Regions from separate parts of the Rattus norvegicus genome. Here region 2 is linked to region 1. The links are chromatin contacts, called in public Hi-C maps. All regions are on one chromosome and are shown on one strand. The core of a region is the stretch at or near the end of the contact, and the rest is flanking DNA. Distances in the headings are between cores, read along the strand shown. Region 1 has its middle 28 kb from the start of Setmar. Region 2 overlaps Itpr1 (inositol 1,4,5-trisphosphate receptor, type 1).

Region 1 (2,952 bases), core at 278-2,777:
TCTGGGACCTTGCTTTTCTCCTAGATAATTCACTCTCAAAGTTCTCACTCCTAGACATGACAGAGTACTCAAAAGAAGTTATATAACACGAAGTCTCTCGAAAATTCTACAGTACATTCATGTGATACTAGGAATTAATAATAATAATAATAATAATAATAATAATTTAATAATGCTGGAAACAGTGCTGACTCACTGACCCCCGATGATGCTGGAGATCCTCAGAGCCCCACAGTACATGCTGAGCTAGAAAGAACTGTACCCTGTGAGTCCTTTCTGCCAACCCCTAATTGTTCCCTTGGAAATCATCTTAATCTTTAAATGTGGGAGTTGATGAAGTTAGAACGGAGATCCTGGACCTGTAATCACAGAGAAAAGGATGAGTTTAAATCATGATCCTGAACTAAACCAAAATCAAATCAGCTCACAGAAAGTTTCACCGGCTGACCAAGATCTCGCCAACCAGCGCGCTGCCTTCCCTTTTCTGCTCTTTGCTAAATTGCTATGCTCATGAGTAACTTCTCTTTTAATTGAGATGCTGAGGAGCAAACTAAGGGCCTTGGACATGCCAGGTTAGCACTCTGCCGGTGAATTACAAGGCCAGCCTCCCAAGAGGCACTTTGATCGTGAGGTAGGTTAAATAGGATGAGCTTCGGAATTACAGACAACAGCAAAGACCAGATGCAACTTTCCTTTCGTATATACACTTTGTGGAGCAGACAGACCATGTAGTACAGAAGGGATATTTGCAAAGTCAGAGGTCTGGAATACAAGTTGTTAATTAATGGGGATCTGAGTCGCATTTTCATGTAGCCTTAGTTCATTTTTCTCTTCGTCTATAAATATAACTATAGCTGACCAGTCCTACCTGATGGTATCTATCTCTTCCTCTGCTTTATTTTTTAATGTGTGTGTATGTGGAGGGAGTGTGTGTTTGTGTGTGTGTGTAGTATACATGTATGAGCACACATAGGCCACAGCATACCTGTGGAAGTCAGAAAACACTTTGCAGGAGTCAGTTCCCTTCTTCCACAATATGGATCCCCAGTCAAACTTCGGTCATCATGCTTGGCAGCAAGTGACCTTACTTACTGAGCCCCTCCTCTGCTTTTAATAACACATTCATAACAGAACTGAGGACCTAGGAAACCATGATGAGCTTGACACTCCCTCTCCATAATTCCCATAGGTAGGCATTATCACCAAATATATTTTACCTTAAGGAATGTTACCTGCCTAAAGGTGGCTCAGGGAAGTAGATAGGAACAGAGGGACATGACCCCCAATGAACTCCTTCAACATGATGCTGAAGACAATTACTGAAGGATAGAGACTCAAGACAAATTTTCCTGTGTCACTTAAAGATAGATAAGATTTTATTTGGCAAGTGTTTAAAGGAAACAGACTTGTAGACTGAGAAAACAAACATCAGGCATGAACAAAATGCAGGCAAACCTTATCAGCTCCTGAGGACGGCCTCATCTCTCTTCCTCTGGCAGCCGTTTAACTGGTTTCACTTTTCTCCTAGGTTGATTCTGAGCTTCGAATAGCACTTTGCCGAGATGCCAAACTGACATGCTAGAAGTCACACTGATAGCTTCCATTCCCCTCAGCAGATAAAGCACAGTTTGTCAAGCAGGGTCTAGATTCAGGCCAGGAGAGCAATTCTATCTGACCTTCAATTATTCTGAAATTCCAAAGACCCAATGAACCAGCCTTCTCGTGATGAAGGCTTTGGGGTCAATGACCATTTGGGGACAGGTTAGAATCTGAAGGTGGCCATTTCTATCCCTTGCTGTTAATCCCTTGGACTTTCTGAACTCAAGTAGGGCAAGTTTCAAAATCCAGCATTTCTTACTTCATAGCCTACCTAAATATCATCTGTAATGATTTTGCTTAATCAAAAAAATTAATTAAACTCTGGCTCTGATGCTCTAAACAGTGGGGGAAAGGAGCTCTGGCTAGCTGCCAAGGTTTCATCCCAGGCTCTCAGAGTTAATAATTTCCATGGTGTTTTAAGCATGAGAACACCAAAGGCCAGATTCTGACAAACCTGTGGAACTAACGTCTGTTCTGAGGACTTTGTATTGCAAGAAGCAAGTTTCAACCAATAAAAATGAAGCCATCAGTCAGGAACCTGACATTTGTGGCCCTACCTGGTATTAGCCGGAAAACTTAGTGATGAGGGCTGAAGGGAATGAAAATGTGTTGTCAGTGTGCCTAGCAATCACACAATTCTGGGAAATCACCCTAGGCGTGATGGGGTGGGGATGGAGTTATGGAACTTTCCAAGGGACTTCTGGGTAAAATGAGGTCCCTAGGAAGCTGCAGCTCCTTTCTCTCATACACACTCCTTGTGTACTTCTGCAGGATCATTCTTCCTCCCATGTATACTGCACTCCATCAAGTAAATTTTTCACTGTGTGCATTTTAACCATTTTTTAGATTTACTTGGTTTTGTAATGTGTAGAGTTTTACCTTCCTGTGTGTCTGCATCACAAGAATGCCTAGCCTCCACAGGTACCAGAAGATGTCAGATCCTCTGGAACTGGAGTTACAGGTGACTGTGAGCGGCCATGCCAGTGCCAGGAACCAAACACAGATCCTCTGCAAGAGCATGGCACAGACCTATAACCTTAGGACTCAGGGCCAGAGGATATAGAATTGTAGGTCATCTTAGGCCACGCATCAGGCGGGAAGCGAAGGTATCAGCAGGTACAGGTGCTTGCTGCCAACCATTACTACCTGAGTTTGAGCACCAGGACACACAGCAGAAGATTCCCACACATGACCTCCATGTGTGTTGTGGCACATAAACACACACAAGCATAAAACGTAATAAGAAATGTTATTTTAAATGCAAATATCGACTTCTTCCCTAGCACTGTACAATTTAGCAGTTCCAGAATGATCTTTCACCCTCTTTAGAATGGACCTCACTTACACAAAGTC
Region 2 (2,952 bases), core at 120-2,619, 270 kb after region 1:
TATTTTATGGAGGTGTATGTGATTTGGTTTTGACAGGTATATAATGGCCTGCATGCACCATCACAATATCATTGCCTAAAAATCCAAAAATCTCTGCCCCCAGATTCTTTGCTTCACCCACTCACTCATCCATCGTTCTTCACCATGCCTTACAACTACTCCTCTTTTCAGTGTTCTGCCTTGTTCGGACTGCCGTATTGGTGGCATTATGTAGCTTGCAGCCTTTTCAGATCTGCAAGGCTCTCCATGTCTTCTCACAGCTCAATGCCTCAGTCCAGTTGACAGGTACCACGCTTGCTGAACATGAGTCAAGGTACTGCTAGGTACCCTAGGAGTGTTCAGGTGACACCTTTATGTTCTTCAAAAATAATATAATGTGCCCTGTGTCCCTATGGTTGCTTCAGATGTTTAGGGAATTTGTAGTTTGGCAAACTCAGAAGGCCTGTATTAGCTCTTATGGACAGCTCCGTGATCACTTCTAAATATTGTCATAATTATGGAGTTTATAGGAAGCATCTAGAACACATTTGGCTTATAGAAGTCAGTTTTCTGTCACTGTGACAACACAACTGGAAAAAAAATAGTCTTATAGAGAAAAGGTCTTTTGCGACTCCCGGCTACAACAGTTTCAGTCTGGGGCCACTCTCAGCCTTTGGTACATGATGGTGGGGAACCTGTGGTCTGCTAATCCCTGCATGGAGGAAGCAGAGAAGCGCTTGCTCCTGTGGCCATGCCTCTACTACGTAACCCATTCGGCTATGAGTCTGTGGTGGCTAGGACTCACATCTCAACACTGCCGTCTCAGAAACCAGACTTTTACCATGAGCTTTTAGAGACCTTTAAGATTCTGAGTATGGACAGTGTTAACTTCAGTAAGTGGACAACTTAGAGGGAGAAGCATGACAAATCCAGGTGGAGGACGCACTCTGAGCATGCACCATGTACTTCTGTGTAAAGCTGTGGGAGGCTTGCTTAGTTATTCCTTGGAACTTCCTGGTGACCAAAATGACAAGAGAGACGAGTTCCCATGAGAATTTGGCATGTGGAAATCCTTCTTCCTGTTGGGGCTGTGATAGACGAAATTCATATTTCAACAAGGTTTGAAGTCCAAGAATGAATTACACCCAGATGTTTCATGTGTTGAAAGCCAGATTAGAATTCTTGCTTATTGTCCTTGTTCATCCCCACAATAGCCATCCCTTGAGGGGTTCAAGCGGTGTTGGTCACTCTAATATGGAGCTGTACTTCCGTTTGCAACTGCTATCTGTTTAATCCTCAGAGAACTTACGGATGTTAGATAGTGTGTTTTGTCTTCTCCCATTGAGAGGACATGTTTACTTTGGACACGGTCCGCACTGTTACCCAGTGTTCCTGAGATCCAGTTCATCTGCTTGATAGCAAACAATCACATTCATTTTGGTCTTACTAGGATTGTAGTCCAGGAGGCATCAAATCCAGCAGCCCTCTGAGAGCACTGTCAACTTTTCCAAGATGATAGCTGTTTTTATAGCTTAATCCACAAGCAGGCTGGCTGATTACATCCTGTTCGTGAAGACTTGTGGTCGGTGTGGCCAAGGTCACATTGCCTTATAGGAAAAGGGTTGAATAGTCTCATGAAACTCAGCAGATAGTTCTCAAACTGTTACAAAACCAACCGAATCTCCTCCCGAGGGTTACAGGTCAGCTCGGTGTTTGAGGTCAGCCTACACCTGTGTGTGCTTGCAAAGACAGCTGAGTTCAAAAGGTGAACTGTGGACATGTTTGACACCTTAACAAGTCCTCACAACTTCAGTTTCAGTGCCCGGATCAATGCTAATCTGATTTTTGTCCCTGCTAGAAGTCATAATTTCAACCTAAATCCTTCCCTGCATGCTGCTAAAAAATGCTGCCATTTGTCTGGGCACCGATAAACAAGTGGGTGCCCAATTCAGCTGACTGACAGATTCAGGTGTCCGTTTCCTGATCCGTTTGGATAGAAAAACCTTTTCATTGAATCCTGCTACCTCTCTAGGTGTGGCCCTTCCTGGAAAGAGAGTTAGAGTTTAAAACACACAGTGATGGCTGCCCGCTCTTTCTTTTTACAAACAGATCTTCAAGCTTTTGCAGGCCCCCTTCACGGACTGCGGGGATGGCCCAATGCTTCGGCTGGAGGAGCTGGGGGACCAGCGGCACGCTCCTTTCAGACACATTTGCCGACTCTGCTACAGGGTCCTGAGACACTCACAGCAAGACTACAGGAAGAACCAGGTGGGGATTAAAATGGACAGGAAGCGATCGAGTTTTACTCGTTAATGTTACTTACTCATGAGTTTTACCTGTTAATGTACCAGTGAATTTAATGGATAGAGAATAGTACACTGTTAAATTTGCCCGTAAAAAGGAAAGAGTTGGTTGGCAAGCCTGGGAAGAACATGTATTGCAGAATCCCTGAGGAAGATACTGGAAAAGGATGTCAATTTAAAAAAAAAAATAAGAAATGTAAAAGGCACCGAGAAATCCCTCTTGTAAATATATTTCAATGAAATTCCTATTTTTAAGGTTGATGTTACATTTGCAGTGTATGTGGGGTTGTGTGTGTTTGGCACACATGTCTGTAGTGTATGTGCATGTATGTGTGCGTGTGCACGCCCATGCCTGTGGACATCAGGGGAGGGCGTAAGGCGTCTTGCCCTACCACCCTCTTGCTTGTTCCTCTGAGATAGCGTCTCTCACCGAACCCGGTACTGTGCTGGGAGCTGCTTCCAACCCTATTTTAAGAATAAATCAGTAGATTAAAAACTGACGTTGTACATGAAAATATCCACATATAATCATAAGGCTTTCTTGCCGATGGTCTGTGGTGGGATCTGAGGCCCCCCCCCCCCCCGTCCCGAGGTAGAAGACTGAAGATGCCCAGGGCCCTTTGCTGCTGAGTCTCAGTTTTCAGGCTCTCCTACTGGTTTCTCTAACCTT

Evidence for each region. Hi-C and Micro-C count contacts between places; a contact is called where the count stands out from the background.
Region 2: a Hi-C map of liver shows a contact between it and region 1, with 2.1 times the contacts expected there. The contact joins two enhancer-like sites. A contact is called at or near these places in 2 of 12 Hi-C or Micro-C datasets (kidney and liver).

What each region holds. Positions count from the first base shown.
Region 1 is chr4:142,628,579-142,631,530 of GRCr8, forward strand. No RefSeq gene overlaps it. Among named protein-coding and RNA genes, the nearest start is that of Setmar, 28 kb to the left of the region's middle. Within about 2 kb of position 1,528, at least 3 of the 93 cell types and tissues checked have an H3K27ac peak or open chromatin away from gene starts, as enhancers often do. A contact at or near this core is called in liver, where this site is marked.
Region 2 is chr4:142,897,717-142,900,668 of GRCr8, forward strand. It overlaps Itpr1 (inositol 1,4,5-trisphosphate receptor, type 1), which reads left to right. Exons shown (of 62, transcript NM_001007235.2): 17 at 2,089-2,247. Among named protein-coding and RNA genes, the nearest start is that of Itpr1, 160 kb to the left of the region's middle. Within about 2 kb of position 1,370, at least 3 of the 93 cell types and tissues checked have an H3K27ac peak or open chromatin away from gene starts, as enhancers often do. A contact at or near this core is called in liver, where this site is marked.